2 separate regions of the Sus scrofa genome follow, and region 2 is linked to region 1. The links are chromatin contacts, called in public targeted proximity ligation maps. All regions are on one chromosome and are shown on one strand. The core of a region is the stretch at or near the end of the contact, and the rest is flanking DNA. Distances in the headings are between cores, read along the strand shown. Region 1 overlaps RASSF3 (ras association domain-containing protein 3). Region 2 overlaps RASSF3 (ras association domain-containing protein 3).

The links.
Region 2: a targeted proximity ligation map of alveolar macrophages shows a contact between it and region 1. A contact is called at or near these places in 4 of 47 Hi-C or Micro-C datasets (blood, brain, fetal liver and 1 more) and 1 of 2 datasets of targeted methods (alveolar macrophages).

The regions. Positions count from the first base shown.
Region 1 is chr5:29,037,877-29,042,486 of Sscrofa11.1, forward strand. The region is part of intron 2 of RASSF3 (ras association domain-containing protein 3); the gene reads left to right. Among named protein-coding and RNA genes, the nearest start is that of RASSF3, 90 kb to the left of the region's middle.
Region 2 is chr5:29,105,563-29,110,172 of Sscrofa11.1, forward strand. RASSF3 (ras association domain-containing protein 3) reads left to right here. Exons shown (of 6, transcript XM_021091945.1): 5 at 1,908-2,017. Among named protein-coding and RNA genes, the nearest start is that of GNS, 82 kb to the right of the region's middle.

The DNA of each region.
Region 1 (4,610 bases), core at 1,350-3,849:
GGAGAAAAATACCAACACAAATGTTTAACCTTCCATCATGTTTTACAGTTAAAGGAGCTTTCCAAGGGAATTGAAATTCAGGTGGTTTATTTGAACTTTCATTTCGGTGGAACTTGGAGATGAGAAATGAAACAGAGGTTTTATTGGTGTAGGCCTTAAGCAGAGCCAGGTTTAATGGCACAGCAGAGGTGACTTCAGGAGTTTCTTGACTGTAGTCAGTGATTTCCCAGCTCTGGGAAAATGTAAATATCATGTAGGTTGTTTAAAGAAACAATAATATGCCTTCTGTCCATTTAAGGCCATTTCTGTTTGTTTCGACGGGCTTGTGGATTGCTTTTTCTTGCCAGTTTTCCTTTGAGGGGAAGTACTGCCCTTTCAGGTCTTTCTGAGGTTTGAGAATTCCTTTCTTGTTTTTCCTAATGGCCCACCTTGGGCACAAGGTGCAGTTGGCTGGCGTGCGTGTGGTGGTTCTGCTGTGCTGAGGCATGGGGTTTGATCCTCGCCTGTGCTGTGGGTCTCTGCTAGAGGACATGTCTTCTGCGCCCTGTACCCAAAGCATAATTATTCCTGCCATTTGGTGGAGAGGATTTGGCAGTAGGTCATGCAGGAGAAGTAGTTCCATTCAAAAAGCAAACCTAGCACCACCGGTATCAGCAAATCAACTTGAAACCCATTCTCACTATGCTAGTTCTGTGCCAAATTAATTACAATGGATCTTAGCAGGGAGGGGCAAGAGAGGGGTAGAGGTCCAAACATCGTATAAGATAAGTTAAAAGGAGTTCTAGTCGTGGCACAGCAGAAACAAATCCGACTGAGAACCATGAGGTTGTGGGTTCGATCCCTGGCCTTGCTCAGTGGGTTAAGGATCTGGTGTTGCTGTGAGCTCTGGTGTAGGTTGCAGACGAGGCTTGGATCTGCTATTGCTGTGGCTGCAGCGTAGGCCGGCAGCTTAGCTCCAATTAGACCCCTAGCCTGGGAACCTCCATATGCCGACAGTGCAGCCCTAAAAAGACAAAATAAATAAATAAATAAATAAGGACATATTGTACAATACAGGGAATATAGCTGGTATTTTATAATGGAATATAACCTTTAAAAGTTGTGAATCGCTGTATTGTATACCTACAACTTATAGAATATCGTACGTCAATTATACTTCAATAAAAATAAATACATCTTGGAGTTCCCCCTCCTGGCTCAGCAGAAACAAATCTGACTAGCATGCACGAGGATGCAGGTTTGACCCCTGGCCTTGCTCAGTGGGTTAAGGATCTGGCTTTGCTGTGTGTGAGCTGTGGTGTTGGCTGGCAGCTGTGACTCCAATTCGACCCCTAGCCTGGGAACCTCCATAAGCCAAGGGTGTGGCCCTAAAAAGACCAAAAAACAAAAAAAACAAAAACAAAAAAGCCCTAAAACAAACCATCTTTATAAAAAGGAAAAACAAAATGAATTTTGATCTTTTCAGGTGAGGCTATTACCTTTTAAGAAAAAAGGGACTGGATTTTGCCATGGGCTAAAAGTGTGGTGTGTTGTTGATTAAAAGCAGGCACTTGTGTGAGGCACCTTGAGTTAAATCAATGTTTGCTGCATTGTCTTGGGCAAGTCATTGCACCTCTTTAAACCTCAGTTTATTCTATAAAGTAGTAGCATACCTGGCACATAATAAGCCATAGTAAATATAAGCAATTGGATTGATTGATTGATTGATTGATTGTCTTTTCTAGGGCTACGCCTGCGACATATGGAGGTTCCCAGGTTCCCATTGAGAGATTTGGAGTGAACCTAATAATCTAGCCAAAGAATGAAAGACAGAAGGAAATTGTGTTTCTTTGACTTTATTGAGCAAAAATGAATTGAGGCTCTCAATGTAATTGATTAGGAAGGAGCTTCAGTCATTCCTAGAGACTTACCCCCCCCCCCGCCCCCATCACTGTGGTGCCTTTGTTTTCTGGTAAAGGGGCTGATTCCTCCTGACCAAGCCTGAGGCTACCCATCAAAGTCTTCACCCCCTTCTTTCTCCTGTAAAGCCAGCCACCCCAGTGGAAAGAGCAGGCACATGAAAGTGGCTTTCTTTTGCCCAGGGCTTCATGTAAAAGTTAACCCATTGCAGAAAAGCTTTGTCCTTTTCAACTTCCTCTGCTCTCCCTCCCTCAGCTGTCTTGGAGTGCAGGATTCTAGGGGCAGTTTTGCTCGAGGCTGCTCGCTTCTTCCTGGGGGTTTCCTTTTTCCTCCCCAGGGTCTAAATTGCCTTCTGCCCATTGTTGAGGGACTTAGTCACTGTCTTGTTTCTGGTTGTCATAAGGCTGAATCAGATGAGGTAATTGAGGCGAACTGTGTCCGGTGCTGCAGGGGCGATGCTGTGGCTGCTGCCCTTAGAGTCCCCTGCAGTGGCTCCCCGCCTAACCACTCTCCCCCGCAGTGTCATCTCCCCTCTAAGGCACTTCAGGGTTGCTGGATGCATCCGCAGTTTAGAAACAAGCTTGCTTATGCAAAATTTGAATGCAGGCATTAAAGAAGCTCAGCGAGTCATGTGATCTGTCTGGCTAACTCATCCGAGGTCATTTATTCTCTGTGAAACTGGTATGAGGTTTGGAATCTGGTGGGAAACCCCTTCCTTTGGGCCATGTGAGCTTCCTGGGGCCATGTGCTCTTCCCTCTCTGCCCCAACCTCCCCTCCCTTTGGTTGTGTGTTTCTTATGATAAATTGATTGTCTGAAACTGGCCTCGGGAGTTCCCATCATGGCACAGCAGAAATGAATCCGACTAGGAACCATGACGTTTTGGGTTTGATCCCTGGCCTCCCTCGGTGGGTTAAGGATCCAGCATTGCTCTGAGCTGTGATGTAGGCTGGCAGCTGTAGCTCCAATTCGACCCCTAGCCTGGAAAACTCCATATGCTGTGGGTGTGGCACTAAAAAGACAATACCGGAAAAAAAAAAAAAGAAACTGACTTTGTATTAATTCTGAACACCATGGCGAAGAATTTTAATCATTTGAACTTTTAACTGAGCCATTGTATTACTGAATTACACTTATAAGTAATATCAGTTTTTTGAAAAGTATCTGGCATTTGCGTACATTTTTACTAACTAGCATTAACGTTTATACTGGTATTAGCATTATCAATTTAAAACACTTTGGTAGGAGTTGTTACTGAGGTAGTGTGATTCAGTAGAAAAGTCTAGAGATCCAGAATTGGGAGACTTTTTTTTTTTTTTTGGCTGCACCCTTGGCATTTGGAAGTTCCCAGCCCTGGGATTGAACCTGAGCCATAGGTTCAACACCACCAAATCCTTAACAACTAACTACACCATCAGGGAACTCCTTCTCCTATTTTTAATGGATATTGTTTATAAATTAATTATAAATTCTCAACCTATCATAGTATTGGAGGTGACAATAAATAGTTGTTGAAAAAATGGATTTATTCTTCCATCTCATTCACGGATGTCTGTTTTTATCTGCAAAGTGGTGATTTGGGGACCCGAACAGTTGTATCTAAGAAAGCTTGAATTAGTTATGAAACAGTTGTGGCATTTATGAAGCACTCAGATGCTTTGGAAAAAGACAGCATTCTAGTTCATTGTTGGATGCATCAGGGAAACTGAGAAAACATTAGTTTTTAAGCCTTCCCGATGATCCCATCTGTGAGTTCACGAGGGCAGACCACATCTGTCCTGTTCACCACTGTATCCTCACTGTTAGCGTGGTGCCTGGCGCAGGGCACAGAGTGGGGGGGCGGGGAGTGGCTATCGATGTTTATTAATTGACTACCTGATTTTCATGGGATCAGGCTTGCTTCTTATAGTCAAGAAAAAGAAGTTGGGTGATGGTGGTGAAACAAATTTCTTTTGGTTTCAAGATTAGCGATAATAAAACAACGGTAATAGAACCTGTATCATGTGAAAGTGAGACATTTAGGTGAAATGGAAAATATTCTACAGAAAAGAAAATTGTGGACTTGGAGAATAGACTTGTGGTTGCCAAGGGGGAGAGGAAGGGAGTGGAATGGATGGGGAGCTTGGGGTTAATAGAAGCAGGCTATTGCCTTCGGAATGGATTAGCAATGAGATCCTGCTGTGTAGCACTGGGAACTATGTCTGGTCACTTATGATGGAGCATGATAATGTGTGAAAATAGAATGTATACATGTATGTGTAACCGGGTCACCATGCTGTACAGTAGGAAAAAAAAAAAAGGTTAAAGAATAAAATAAATAAATTTCTTTTGGAGCCTGAAAAAGAAAATATATTGGGCTGGGACGGGGAGACCTCCTAGGCCTGCTCTTTTGTTAAATTGCAGAGGTAACTTTGGGAGTTACTTAGCTACTTTGGGCTTCAGTTTCTTCCTCAAAGGCCCTCTCCAGTTCTGTGACAAATTGTTCATTCATTCTAGAGTTGAATTCCTTATTGGGGGGAAAGTTACAGATAAGGCTTGAAAGGGATTCCATGAAATGTATTGAGATGCCAAATGCATTGGTTTGGAAACAGCTATCTGAAGTCATATCTGGTTGGGTGGGGTTGAATTTAAGTGAATTAATTAGTCATTGTTGTTTGGGAAATGAGTAACATATGTAGAATTATTTCTTTTCCTGAAGAGGGAACATCTTGG
Region 2 (4,610 bases), core at 1,494-3,993, 68 kb after region 1:
GAAACTCAGAAGTATCCATATGTGATGGGCATTTATGGAGGATTTTGTTATATCCACAGGGGGAGAGCCTTTTTTTTTTTTTTTTTTTTTTTTTTTAAAGGGCCACACCCAGGGCATATGGAAGTTCCTAGGCTGGGAGTCAAATTGGAGCTATAGCCCCTGGCCTACACCTCAGCCACAGCAACATAAGATCTGAGCTGCATCTGAGACCTACACTACAGCTCAGGGCAACGTTGGATCCTTAACCCACTGAGTGATGCCAGAGATCGAACCCGCATCCTCATGAATGCTGGCTGGGTTCATTTCTGCTGAGCCGTGACGGAACTCCCAGCATTTTTTTTCTCTTTTTGACTGCTTTTATTTTAATGCTGTTTCAGACAGAACAGAAAGCCTCTGTTCTTGAGTTTTCAATAGCATACTCATTCAGTGTGGAGGGTTTGGTAGACTTGCATTTCTGAGACCTGAGGATGAGGAGGCACACGTGTATTAGTGCACCTCTCAGACCCACGTGAATGGCACAGCCCCCGGCTCTCCTTTCCCCTTAGCCCACCTCTCTAGCTGTTACCTTGGGGACCTCGGTACCCTGGTCCCCCAGGAGCACATGCAGTGGGTGAGTTACATTTTGATCTGAGGTCTGCTTGTCTGAACTTCATACCCACAATAAAGAGAATATTAAAAGGCTGCATGAAGCCAAATAAGAGATTCCAGATCAGGTCATCATTGAGCAGAAATTGATAGCCAGGGTGGATGACAGTGATTTAGTGATTCACTGAGTACTAATTTGAAAATGGTGTATGTTTGAGCATTTGAGCTGACCCTAGTTTTTCTGGGTAGAGCCTTGAGCAGCTGTAGCAGAAAATACACTCACCTTGGCATCGTGTGAAATGTCTTTTGGCTGCCTGGGGATGAAACCCAGGTAGTTGCTGAGTATCAGCATGTTTCTTCAACACATTCTGTGGGCTGGCTCTGCAGACTGCAGACACAAATAGGCCAAGTTTTCTGTTGTCCAGCAGCCACAGGCTCGGCAGCAGTGTACATCAGTGGGGAATTCAGTGCCTGTGATGCAGTTGTATCCAGAAGTGTTGAGATAATATAGATCAGTTCAGGTGGCATTTTTGTCTTGCCACATTCTCTGCCTGCCCACCTGGACTTTAGTTGCATAATCTGACAGTAATAGCATCCTGCTGATATAGTACCCATGTGGCAAAGCTTTCCTTCGTGTAAAAGCAATGCCAGTGACACTGTGTGTGTGTGTGTGTGTGTGTGTGTGTGTGTGTGTGTGGCATGAGACATAGAGCTGGGCTTAAAGCCACTAGAACTTGCATTCAGGCCACTTTGTTTGTTTGTGGCTGCTCATTTTGAGTTAATTTGTAGAAAGACTTGCTTCTAGAGCTCTGCTTTCATGTTCTTGGGATGGTTTTTGTTTGTTTTTTTTGGCTGCGCGTGCAGCAGCTAGAAGTGGAATTTCAGTTCCTAGGCTAGGGATTGAACCCAAGCTGCAGTGGTAAAAGCATCAAATCCATTAGACCACCAGACAACTCCCTGGGATGGTATATTTTTATTTTTAATGGGGTTACAGAGCCTTTTGTAAAAAGTTTATCTCCTAGGAGGAGCAGAGTTAATTATAAACCCACTTGGGGAGCAGTACTCATTTAAATTCATTCTCGAGACTCATTTCCTTTTTAATCAATAAATAGTTGATATTGAATGGATAGAATGGAAATAGTATAGAATGCATGCCACTGTGGGCAGCTTATTGGTGGCAGAATGAGGAGGATTGTGCCTGGGCCGGGGTCCCGTGGACTGTTGCCCGGATCTGGGGGTGGGGGTGGTGGCGAGGGGTGCTGTGAGGTCGGGTGCTGTGATGTCATGCTCTGTTGATGACGTGTGGCTTGCTTCCTCACCAGTCTACGCCTGCAAGCTCTCAGACCGGGAACATCCACTCTACCTGCGTTTGGTCGCAGGGCCCAGGACGGACACACTTAGTTTTGTTCTTCGTGAACATGAAATTGGAGAGGTAAGTGATTCTTGCTTCAAACTCTGCAGACAACCCGGCCCTGTTTCATCGCTCAGATCTGGGGACCATTGCAGAGGAGAAGGAGGGGAGAGGGGATGTGTCTGTGTGTCTGCCTGTCAGGGAGGAGACGTGGTTCTGGAGAGAGATGGTGGCTTCCTGTGTTTTTGAATTGTCAGAAATGAACCCCCAGTTAGCCTACAATATAATTCTTTTATAAATAGCACTTACTGTATTGGTCTGTAATTTTCAGAGGTGGGAGGAAATGCATGTTTTTTTACTTGATCTCCTCCCAGAGAGTCATTTCACCCCTTCTACCTCTAAATTACTCTAAGCCAGATGTGCTTTGAAAATCAACACTCTCCCTGTTGGCTGCTAATCAGAGTCCCCAGGCCCTTTGCTCTAAAGGGAAATGCAGTCTTTTTACCACAAAAGACATTTATCTTGCTAGAATCTCTCTTTCCTTTTGGCCCAAACGATTAAGGAATTATGTTTATATGTGCATCATTTGCCATTTTCTCTCCAGGGAGGATTGGATTTAGGTCAGCTCAGTTCAAGGAAAAAAGCACTCTAGATCGTCCTTCTAGATCAAGGGTCAGTCAAGTAAATCTCTCAAGCTCTGTGTCTCAGCCTCTTGTCTGAAATAGGAAATGGCATGAATGGTGCACATAGAACATTCTGTGATGCAGTGAGAACAGTTTCTAGGTTAAAAGTTAGGGAACCAAGACTCTACTTCCTATGGTTCTTCTTTTTTTTCCCCACATTGGCCGCACCCCTGGCATATGGAAGTTCCTCGGCCAGGGGTAGAATCCGAGCCACAGCTGCAGCCTATGCCACAGCTGCAGCATCTCCGGATCCTTGAACCCTCTGCACTGGGTCAGGGATTGAATCGGTGCCTCTGCAGTGACCCAAACCACTGCAGTCTGATTCTTTTTTTTTTTTTTTTTGTCTTTGTAGGGTGGCACCCATGGCACATAGAGTTCCCAGGCTAGGGGTCCAATCGGAGCTACAGCTGCTGACCTACACCACAGCCACAGCAACTCGGGATCTGAGCCGAGTCTGCAACTTACACCACAGCTCACGGCAACGCCGGATCCTTAACCCACCGAGCGAGGTCAGGGATTGAACCTGAGTCCTCATGGATGCTAGTGGGATTTGTTAACCGCTGAGCCACAACGGGAACTCCCCTTTAATCTGATTCTTAACCACCCTGCTACAGCAGGAACTCCCTTACTGTTGTTCTTGTTTAGATTAGGAGCATGACCTTGGGTAAGTCTTCTAATTTTTTCAGTCCTCAGCTTTAAAATCTGTAAAGGGGGACTAAAGACTTGAAAGGGTGGTTTTGAGTTGCAAATTAGAACTTTATGTAAACTTGTTTGGTAAAGGATATGTTTCTATGTCAGGGTAAATCGGAACTTAAGGAGTTTTAGGAAGACAGTGATTTGGGCCTTTTTTTTTTTTTTTTTTTTTTTTTGATCTTTTTGCCTTTTCTAGGGCCCTACCTGCGTCATATGGAGATTCCGAGGCTAGGGATCTAACCAGAGCTGTTGCTGCTGGCCTACACCACAGCCACAACAACGCAGGATCCGAGCTGCATCTGCAACCTACCCCACAGTTCACGGCAATGCTGGATTCTTAACCCACTGAGCGAGGCCAGGGATTGAACCCATGTCCTCCTGGATACTAGTCAAGTTCATTACCACTGAGCCGCAACAGGAACTCCCTAATAGCATATTCTAATGTAGACGGTTTTGCTTTCCTGCTTCATGTTTTTCATTTCCTTTAATAAGTAGCTCAAAATTCATCTCCAAGAGCCTTCTGTCGTTGGCCCATTTGGGAGTTTTCCTCTGTCTCCTCTCTCTGCCCTTGTATTTGGCTATCTCCTCTTCTCCCTTCCCACCCCTGGGACTCTCTCATCAGAAATTGCTCCTGGCTGAGACACTGATTCTCAGCCCAGGACCCAGGGCCTGCTTTGGGAAGGGGAGGATGTGTCGTTTGGAAAAACACCTCTCAGGTGATGCCAGGTACCTCCTTGACATTATACTGCTTTCATTGTAAAATAAACTAAAAAAAGAGTAGTAAAATCTTTTGTGCCTGATACCAGGCACAGTTAGGAAAACAATTCAGAGACCCAAGAGCCAGAGAGAAAGCCCACATGGTTCACAACCACTGCGGTGTAGACAAGAGTGATACTAAGCAAAAAGCAAATCATGTTTTCTCAGTTTTGCGATTCTTATTTTGTGTACAAGTAAATGAAGAATGTCCCCTGTAACTTCTAATTTGGGGCAAGAAGGGCAATATAAAGACGTAGTTGCTGGCTCCACAATGATGAGTAAAAGTAGTCCATGCCACTGTTTCTTTAAATGATGATTTTGTTATTAAAAAAACTCAAAAGATGTGATTTCTTCATGTTGCATATGGGAAAGAACTCAAAATAAAAATGACTTTCCTGAATTCCCATTGCGGCTCAGCAGGTTAAGAACCCGACATAGTGTCCGTGAGGATACAGTTCCACCCCTGGCCTTGCTCATTAGGTTAAGGATCTGGTGTGGCTGTGGCTGTGCTGTAGGCTGGCAGCTGCAGCACTGATTCAACC